2 separate regions of the Danio rerio genome follow, and region 1 is linked to region 2. A link is a contact called in public Hi-C data. All regions are on one chromosome and are shown on one strand. Each heading gives the region's core, a stretch centred on a gene start, on an enhancer-like site or on the middle of the called end of the contact. The rest is flanking DNA. Distances are from core to core; before and after follow the strand shown. Region 1 holds the start of dffa (DNA fragmentation factor, alpha polypeptide). Region 2 holds the start of srm (spermidine synthase).

Region 1 (4,634 bases), core at 1,506-4,005, 84 kb after region 2:
ATCATACCTGCAGCTCTTGGTTGGAAAGTCTGGTCTCTGGGTATCTTTTGTCCCTCAGAACCATTAGTGTGGTGGAGCTGAACCCTGCTGCGGCCTCCACCTGCACCCCATCTGTCTCATCTAGGTTAGCACCTGCAGCAATGACAGTAGATAAATGTCCTAAAAGCACTGGAAAGATTGGTTCTGTCATAATAACAGATAAGCTGTTGATCATCCAAGCTGCTACTTTTCTTCAATCAAGCAAACGCAGAAAAAAGGGGCTTTCATAAACTGGTACAGTATTTAGAAACAGCTCAGTGACGCCATCTGGTGGACGCTGAGGCAAAGCTGCTTATTTGGGGATTTTACTAGGGATTGTAGGAATTGATTTCTAATGTTTGTTGTAAACATATCCTTACTTTCTTCCTGTGGGTCCCAAGTGCCTTCTCGCTCCATGGCTTTCAAATAGAGCCTCAATAAGTCTTTGGACTGCCTCTCTTCTTCTCTACGGTCCAGCACTCTTTGCAGTGTGTCCTGTAGGACGTGGGTTTTCTGCTGTGAGAATTCCAACGCTGAAGCCAGATCGGAGCGTGGCACATCTATTAAACTCTATAAATATATTTTAATTTAATTATTCTCTGTAAGCCAGGTAAGGAACATTGGCTAATGATATTATATTGTATTGGGGTGAAACGTTTTGGCTTTTTGTTCATCAAGGCTAGAATAATGCAAGAGAAATACAGTAAAATATTACATAAATAAATGAATATGTTAGTTTAAAGTAGCTGTTTTTTATTTGAAAATATTTTATTATTAATTTATTCCTGTGATAAAGAGATGCATTTTCCCTTTTTTAGCTTCATCGCTCCTGTCTTCAATTTCAAGAATAGAAGTAGTACTCAATAATATTTAGAATTATTATTATTATGAATATTGAAGATATTTTATGTATAAGATCTTTTTTTTTCAAATATATATATATATATATATATATATATATATATATATATATATATATATATATATATATATATATATATATATAATGAATTTAACAGGTCAACATTACATTGATTAAACTAAAGAATCCTTATAGAAAGTATCATGGTTTCCACTAAATAAATAAATATATAAATAAATAAATAAACAGTGCAGATCAATAAGAACATAAATGAGTACACCTGTTATTGAAAATTAATATTTTTATCCAAATCAATCTGCATTTAAACTAAATAAACTATTAAATGAGTTTGGTTACAATAACAAAAATATTATATTTTATGTTTAATTGTTATCATTAAAATTATTATAATAATATATTATTATTATAATATATTATTATAAAATATAATTATATATTTTTGTAAATATATATTTTTAACTTTTTAAATTGCAATATTTCTATCACAGTTTTTCCTAAGAATAGAAAGACAATACATTTAAATTCAAATGTTTGATAATTACAAACAACAAAACTACAACTAAATGTTATATTTCATCTTTGACAGCTCAAAACAGCTCTTTTACATTTTTAAATATAAACCTTTTGTGAATTTTACCAATTGTGAACATAAAATACAAAAAACATAAGATATCGAAATGATTTCAAACTGTTGACCCTCAGTGTACTTGTACAGTAAATCAGTGTTTCTCAACCAAATTCCTGGAGAACCACTAGCACTGCATGTTTTGGATGTCTCTTTTGTCTGTCACACCCATTACAGCTCTTTCAGTCTGTGGTAATAAGCTGATCATCTGAATCAGATGTTTGGTTAAGGAATGGAAAATGTGCACAGCTGGTGGTCCTCCAGGAACATGGTTGAGAAAAACTGCATTAAATGATAATGTTCAGGTATGTCAGTAATATTAAGAATACCTGTAGATCTGCCTCAGACATGAGGATAATACTGGCCAGATCCTGCCTCAGCTGCTCTGCCAAACTACGCCAAGAGTCAAACCCTCCATCTACTTCCATAGACTCTCTACAAGACTGGGCTGTCCCACCAGCAACTAGACGACAGAGACCAGTTTGTATTAGTAGTTATTTACATAAATGTTTTGGTAATCATAAAAAGGAAAATCTCACTTTGATGAGAATGCATCCATATTTCGTTGGCATCCAACAACATAAATTTAGTATTTGCTGGCAGACACATAAAGTAAGCCTCATCTTCTACAATTGTCCCATCATTTTCCAGCACCACTGAGACTGATGCACTGGGACAGAAGCCTAGACTCTCAGCACCTGTGGGAGAGAGATGAAGATGGTTCATGTGACCAGCTGAGCAAAGGGGATCAAGCTTTTGTAATATCGGCTTATTTGTGAATTATTTATATAGCAAAAAGCATTCTTTATATATAATATCTGTTTAATTTAAACAATGCTGTTATTTTGTATGTGTATGCTTAATTCAACTAAACTTTCATGTAGCGGACCACTTATTAAACTCAGGCTTAAAATCACATATTAGCATATTTGAATTGATTCATATTTTTCAGACAAACCTTTTATTCTGAGCTGATCAAGAGAGGTCACGGCCAGTCCGTAGCACTTCTGTCGGCTGACGTTACACACTTTACATGGTTTTAATTCTGTCATGACGATGTTCAAAGTTCAGAGATCACAATTTACTTTCTTTAGAGCATCACCTTTTGTTTTTGATTGTTAGTTTTGTGTCTAAAGCCTCACAACTAACGTTAAACTAAATATTCTCAACATATTTGTAACACTGTACTAAAAGAATTGAAAATAAACATTGTAGATATCTGCTTCCGTGTTGTGAAACGCGCTGCTGATCGAGTCTGTCACAGCTTGTTTGCCTTGCGACGTGAACGAATAGTTCTTTTGAGTCGATTCCTTTTGACAAACTAATTGAACTGATAAACGAAAGCGCGACAACGCGGTGAATTGTTGTACGTTCAAGTCCATCATAGACTTTTTGCGGTTGTATAGTATTCAAAATAAGTGCCTATGGGATTTTGGCAACATACCATATAGTGTCCAATACTCCACACTTATTGTTGCTGTTGTTACTATTACTACTATTATTAGTATTACTAAATAAAAACATCATTCGAGTACTAAAAAAAGGTACTTTGCTTTTATAAAGGTTGGGTGGCTTTTCTGTACCCAGTGTTAGTTGTTATACACTGGGTACAGAAAAGCCACCCAACCTTTATAAGACTCTTTGAAAAGAACTGTTCAAAAGAACCGACCATCAAAAACGACTCGAACTTCGCATCGCTAGTTCAGACTACAGTAATCGAGCTCCGGTGACGCGATAGCGTCGTTAGCTTCCTGGCTAACAGCGCTGAAGAGATGGCATCCCAGGACCAACCTGACCCGCAAAATCAGGTAGTTAATAGCATTCCTCCAGCTGATAATATGCATTTTGATTGTTCGGCCGTGGACGTGCATAGTGAATGCACTATTTGTCACGCCTTAATTGTTGATAAGTCAATAATAAGGTTGTCCCATGTTGTTTTGGAAAAGTTTTAGCAGGGTTGCTAGCGTCCTGCTTACTGATCCTATACAGTTAGACAGATGTGTGTGACAGTTGCAGGTCACAGAGAACACTGCTTTCAGGAGATTTCCCCATGATTTAACGTTAACGTCAAGCGGAACAGTTATACAACAATTATCATCTGTTATCTGTTATGTTCATTCAAGGGTCATTGACCCTGAAAACATGACAGGACACAACCATTCCTCCATGTGCTGGTTATCTCTTATTAAAGAACTGTTGACAGCTATCATGGAAGCTTTATTTATCCAAATTATTAGCTACAATGTAAACGTGTATAAGCAAACAAACAGCACGTTATAATTTAGCCATTTTCATGCTGTTCTAATTCTTTACTTTATGCATATATTTATGGTATAGTCGGATACAAATAAGTAAAAATAAAAATCAGTATAATGTATACATTTCATTTAAAGGATAGTACAAGCATATCTTACTATACAAAGAAACAACTAAAAAAGACAGAAAAATTATTTAACAATTTATTATATTTAATTTGATATTTAGCTGATGTATATTGTTTGCATCAATCCCAGATAGCAAAATATACTCGGGCCAGTTCCGGCTAGATTGTCGCCTGCCGGAGACTAACCCCTCGGCCCAACTTCGGCTGCCGGACTCGGGCCGGATGCCTGTGGACTCACTGCCCGATTCCGGCCCGAATCAAGCGGGCCAGATGCGGCGGCCGTAAGCGAGCCGACGCTGCGCATCCGCGCCGGAATCGGCGCGAGGGTAATGTGCGCTGCGGCCCGGAGCTGGCGCGACTCCGTATTTATACACCTTATAAAACCTTTTGGTATTACATTGGTACTTGATATATGGTATTACAACCATTTGAATTTATATAACAGCAAACACAGGCTATAATGTAAACACAAAGTGTAAGCACTGCGTTTAACCTTTGAATAAAGTGCAAACTGCATACATATTCTGTAACGAAAATAATCAAGACAAATGACAAAATAAATAAATGTTAAACGTTTATTGATTGCATGAAAAAAATAGTACTAAATTTTATAAATAATTTTGTAGTGCACAAGAATATCAATATAAAAACAACAATAAAACAACACAATAAAGACACACAGAAAGATTTAAACAAAAAAAATCTAAAAATTACACACAAACACA
Region 2 (4,360 bases), core at 1,050-3,549:
TTTTGTTAGCTAACTTTCTAGTTTTGTGGTGAACAAATTATCTGTGCATCTCATTAAGAAAACAAAAATGTTGCCTTTCTAATATTTCATTGAAATCTGAAAATGCACTTTCTGTTTGTTCTAAAGTTAAATTGTCAGTATGTGTATTGTAGGAATTGGGCATAGCTAACATATTTAATCACGCTTCTCCAACTGTCTGTTAGGTTCTAATATCTCTAATAAAACCCCTATTCCGATCTTATTGAATGAAATGCCTACTTTACTACATCCATTCAAGTAGAAAAAACAAGCCACGCCCACTGTTGTGTCATTTAATATTCCATTTCTCTAGGAACTGCACAGGGGCGGACTGGGACAAAAATTCAGCCCTGGCACTGTAGCCACACCAGCCCACATTACCATACCACATTATCCCCATGCACGGACATGCACATTCACTACTTATATTGGTGTACAGATGGTGAAATGTTATAAGCAGTACCAAATGTAATAGATATTTAAACATTTAATGTATGTGACTGGAACAAAAACAACCTGTTTATAACAAATTTATACATACAGTAAAACATACAGTCTGTATACCCTAAATCCTACGTTATGTGCTAACTGCTAATAATGACATTTTAAAATGTACGGGAGTTCTATGCTAAGCTTACAACTGTTAAACACAGTGTAAGTTACTGTCAAAAACTGTCAGAAGTAGCGTGAATGGCGTTAAAATTACTACATTAAGTATATTTTAGAATATACTATGTTAAGTATATTTTAGTATAATGACTTAAAAGTATATTTTTAGTTTTTTTCTTACCCCCTCCTCAGCGCTACTGTCCTCCGATGCAGCAGCCAAATTTAAACCTTTCGAGAATATTTCAGTTAATTTTATGAATTTGGTAGCGTCTGATTTTACAGCCCGTTTTTGCTTTCTCAAAGCTTTTTGGCACCACCTTTTCTTTTTTACAGTTTATCTCTGATAATTAGCACTTACTGTTTGTTTGATATTCTTGCCAGATTTTAATTATGTCCGTGTAACCTCTGATTGGGTCGGATTGGGTTGGCCCATCTCAAAACCAGCCGACCGTCGCAGTTTGGGCCAAATGCTTAACATTTATTATTACTATCATCATCCTCATCACCATCATATTCACATCTTGCAAGGGATAAAATCTACCTGCATATGAAAAATAATACATACATATTTAAAAAAAACAAAATAAATAAAAAACTGATCGGCCCACATTTTTAAAAATGGTCCGGCCCTTCTGGCATTTGCCAGAATAGTCAGATGGCCAATTCCCCGCTGGAACTGCATCACAATACAAAAACATAAATAAATAAATAACGACAGCAGCTTCCGGTTCATACGAACTAAAAGTCTTAATGATGAGATTTGACTAAAATGATTACTTTACCTCATAATTATGACTTTCTATGTTTTTACGTATGTTTTAAGTATGACCTTGTGTATTATTATTATGATTTAGTATGTTATAATGTGGACTTTTTCAAATTTCATGTCAATTCGGACTTTTTAATCATAATTATGATTACTGTCTCAAAGTTAAATATTATCTAAATATTAATAATCTCTTTAGTTTATATTTTCTGTCATAATTCTTACTTTTTATATAATCAGTTTTAATATCATAATTGTGTCTTGTAATTATGACTTTTTATGATTATGTATATCATAATGTTCATAATGTTGACTTTTATATATTAGAATTGATAATTATGTCAATATTATGAGCTTAGTATGTCTTGGACATAATTCAAGTTGTCATAATTTTGACTTGATTTTGACTTTGATCATCTGAAAAATATAATCTTTGTATATTAGCTTTTTATCTCATTGTTAAGACTTAGTTAAGGTGCATCATAATTTCATCATTTTATTCTTATGGTTTTAAGTCATTATTAAGATTTACCAAAGCATGATATATCTATATTTTACATTATTAGAAAAATGCATTTGGTAAAACAAAAATTAAATGGCTAGAAAAGTTTAAATTCAGGCTTATTTAGTACCCTATTTTAGGAAAGTGCCATAAATGTTACCCTAAATGTTACATGGATGGAACAATAAAAACATACCCCAAAATACTATTCGAACTTGTATTAAATTATGGAACATAGACAACCCACATTACACATAGCTTTCCAACTTACCATTACACAGTTAACACATTAGACAATTTTCACGTGGGCTTACCCTCACTGGCATGAAACCAACCGTGCTCGCTTAAACACGCCCTCATTGATGACGTCCGCCAGCTCCCATTGGCCGTCTCTTTATTTCTTACGTTCGGTTGCCCCGCAAAGAACGCCCAACGTGTCAGTCGGCGCTCAAGATCTCCAGTAACTCTCCTTGCAGTGAAGTAGTTTGACCAGACAATTTAAACCCACCGCCGCACTGATTTAAACCCCTGGCAATGGACAATATCAAAGACGGCTGGTTCACCGAGACGTGCACGTTATGGCCCGGCCAAGCCATGAGTCTTCAAGTGGAGGAAGTGTTGTATCATAAAAAGTCGAAGTTCCAGGATGTGATGGTTTTTAAAAGGTGAGTCCTCCCGGTGCAGAGTGGCTGCAATTAGCCTATTTGCTAACTCCCGTATTTCTGTCAGAACTTAATTCAAGTTATCGGTCACCGCTAATGCAAGGAGCAGTGTGATTTACTCACTTTCCACTGAGGTGTTCATTCAAACAGCTCGCAGGTTTTGGGTGTCTTGCTGTGTGTGTGTTTTCGGCTAGCCTGCTAACTGCATAGCCTGCTGTAGGGCTGGCGTGGCACTGACTATTCAAACTGAGTTAATGCTTTCAGTTTATTATAAACATAACGTTAAGTATTGTATTGCAGTGTCATACTGTTTTAATATATACGTTTATGCATTATTAAAGTGTATATGCGTATAATAATCATGTGGTACATCACCATTATTGAAAAGAACAGCATGTCACTGGCCTTTATATTCAATCTAAACACTTATTTCTGCTCTATTGGAGGTCTACACACTGACTTGTTACCAAATGTGATTTACACTGTTTGTACTGTAACGTCAAGTCATTCATACTAAAATACAGATTTATAATCGATGTCTTGAAATGGTTAAATTATTATATTGGCACGTGATGATGGGTGTTTCCCAATAGGACACTGAAATATGATAGTCCTCTTGCGAGAAACCAAGTCCTAAAAATGCATATAGAGACTAATTTTATACCTACTCTGAAAAAAGGAATCATAAGTAGGTCAAAAAGTATTATTTGGAAAATGTTTAGTTTCTTTTAAGTAAAATAGTTATTTTATTCACTTACTGCATTTATTCATTTATTTGATTGTTTTACTAAAATATATATTTAATTTTAATTCAATGCGTGTTTGTATTTTTGGTCAAATCAGGGTATCTGCGTGGTTTTAATGTCTTAAGTTTCAAAAACAAAATTTTAGGCCTTAAAACGTCTTGGATTCATTAAAATATGGTGGTTTAGGTCTTAAATCATTTTAAATTGGTCTTAATTTTCCTCTGTCCAAATACCAATTGACCTGACGTCCATCCAATCACCAGCAACCCATCTTAATAAAATCAGGGGAAGACAACTAAAAACAATTACACAGTTCCTCATGATATTAACAGAGCAGTTTATCCCTTTGTTATCTTCCACTCTTACAAAAACTGTTTACAGAAAGGGGAGTAGACATAATATTTATAAATAGGCTATTAGGCATGAAACGGAAAAGGTATGAAAAAAAAGAAGTTGCACCTGATCAATTTGGACCAAAAGCCAACAGATATACTGTATATATATTGATTTTTTTTATGTAATTGCCTCCAAAATAAATATACTTTTAATAATGTTAAACTTGCATTTATTTCCCAGTGACGGGTTGCAGCCAGAAGGGCATCCGCTGCATAAAACATGCTGGATAAGTTGGTTGTACATTTTGCTGTGGTGACCCCAGATTAATAAAGGGAGTCAGCTGAAAAGAAAATGATTGAATGAATAAACTTGCATAAAAAAAAAAGATATATATTTTTTATAATATATATATATATTTATATATATATATATATATATATATTATGTTTAAAATAGTGTATACAACTACAGTTTTCTTGTTTTGACGCATTAAAGTGTTGCTAAGAAGTAATTACTGTGGCAAGCAAAAAAAAAAAAAAAACATTTTATTGGCCTAACCGAGCCATTAGTGTTTAGCCCTGTATAAGTCTAAAATTTCAGTCATAATGGTCTTAAAAGGGCATTAAAAAGTCTTAAATTTGACTTGACAAAACCTGCAGAAACCCTGTCAAATAAATGCTCTTTGGCAATCTTTCGAAGGCATAAAAATCAATCAAATGGT

The links. Hi-C and Micro-C count contacts between places; a contact is called where the count stands out from the background.
Region 1: a Hi-C map of hematopoietic stem cells shows a contact between it and region 2, with 4 times the contacts expected there. The contact joins the promoter of dffa here to the promoter of srm in region 2. A contact is called at or near these places in 7 of 18 Hi-C or Micro-C datasets (caudal fin, embryo, fibroblasts and 3 more) and 2 of 4 datasets of contacts at active chromatin or transcription factors (caudal fin and embryo).

The regions. Positions count from the first base shown.
Region 1 is chr23:31,735,108-31,739,741 of GRCz12tu, forward strand. dffa (DNA fragmentation factor, alpha polypeptide) reads right to left here and starts at 2,756. Exons shown (of 6, transcript NM_001002631.1): 1 at 2,485-2,756; 2 at 2,066-2,224; 3 at 1,856-1,989; 4 at 399-588; 5 at 8-132. The coding sequence starts at 2,578. It overlaps pex14 (peroxisomal biogenesis factor 14), which reads left to right and starts at 3,266. Exons shown (of 10, transcript XR_012398581.1): 1 at 3,266-3,334. It overlaps LOC141380655 (a long non-coding RNA gene), which reads right to left. Exons shown (of 5, transcript XR_012399041.1): 5 at 4,220-4,634.
Region 2 is chr23:31,651,225-31,655,584 of GRCz12tu, forward strand. It overlaps srm (spermidine synthase), which reads left to right and starts at 2,300. Exons shown (of 8, transcript NM_201034.2): 1 at 2,300-2,560. The coding sequence starts at 2,430. It overlaps smc1a (structural maintenance of chromosomes 1A), which reads left to right. Exons shown (of 27, transcript NM_001161631.2): 26 at 1-1,806; 27 at 1,849-2,094.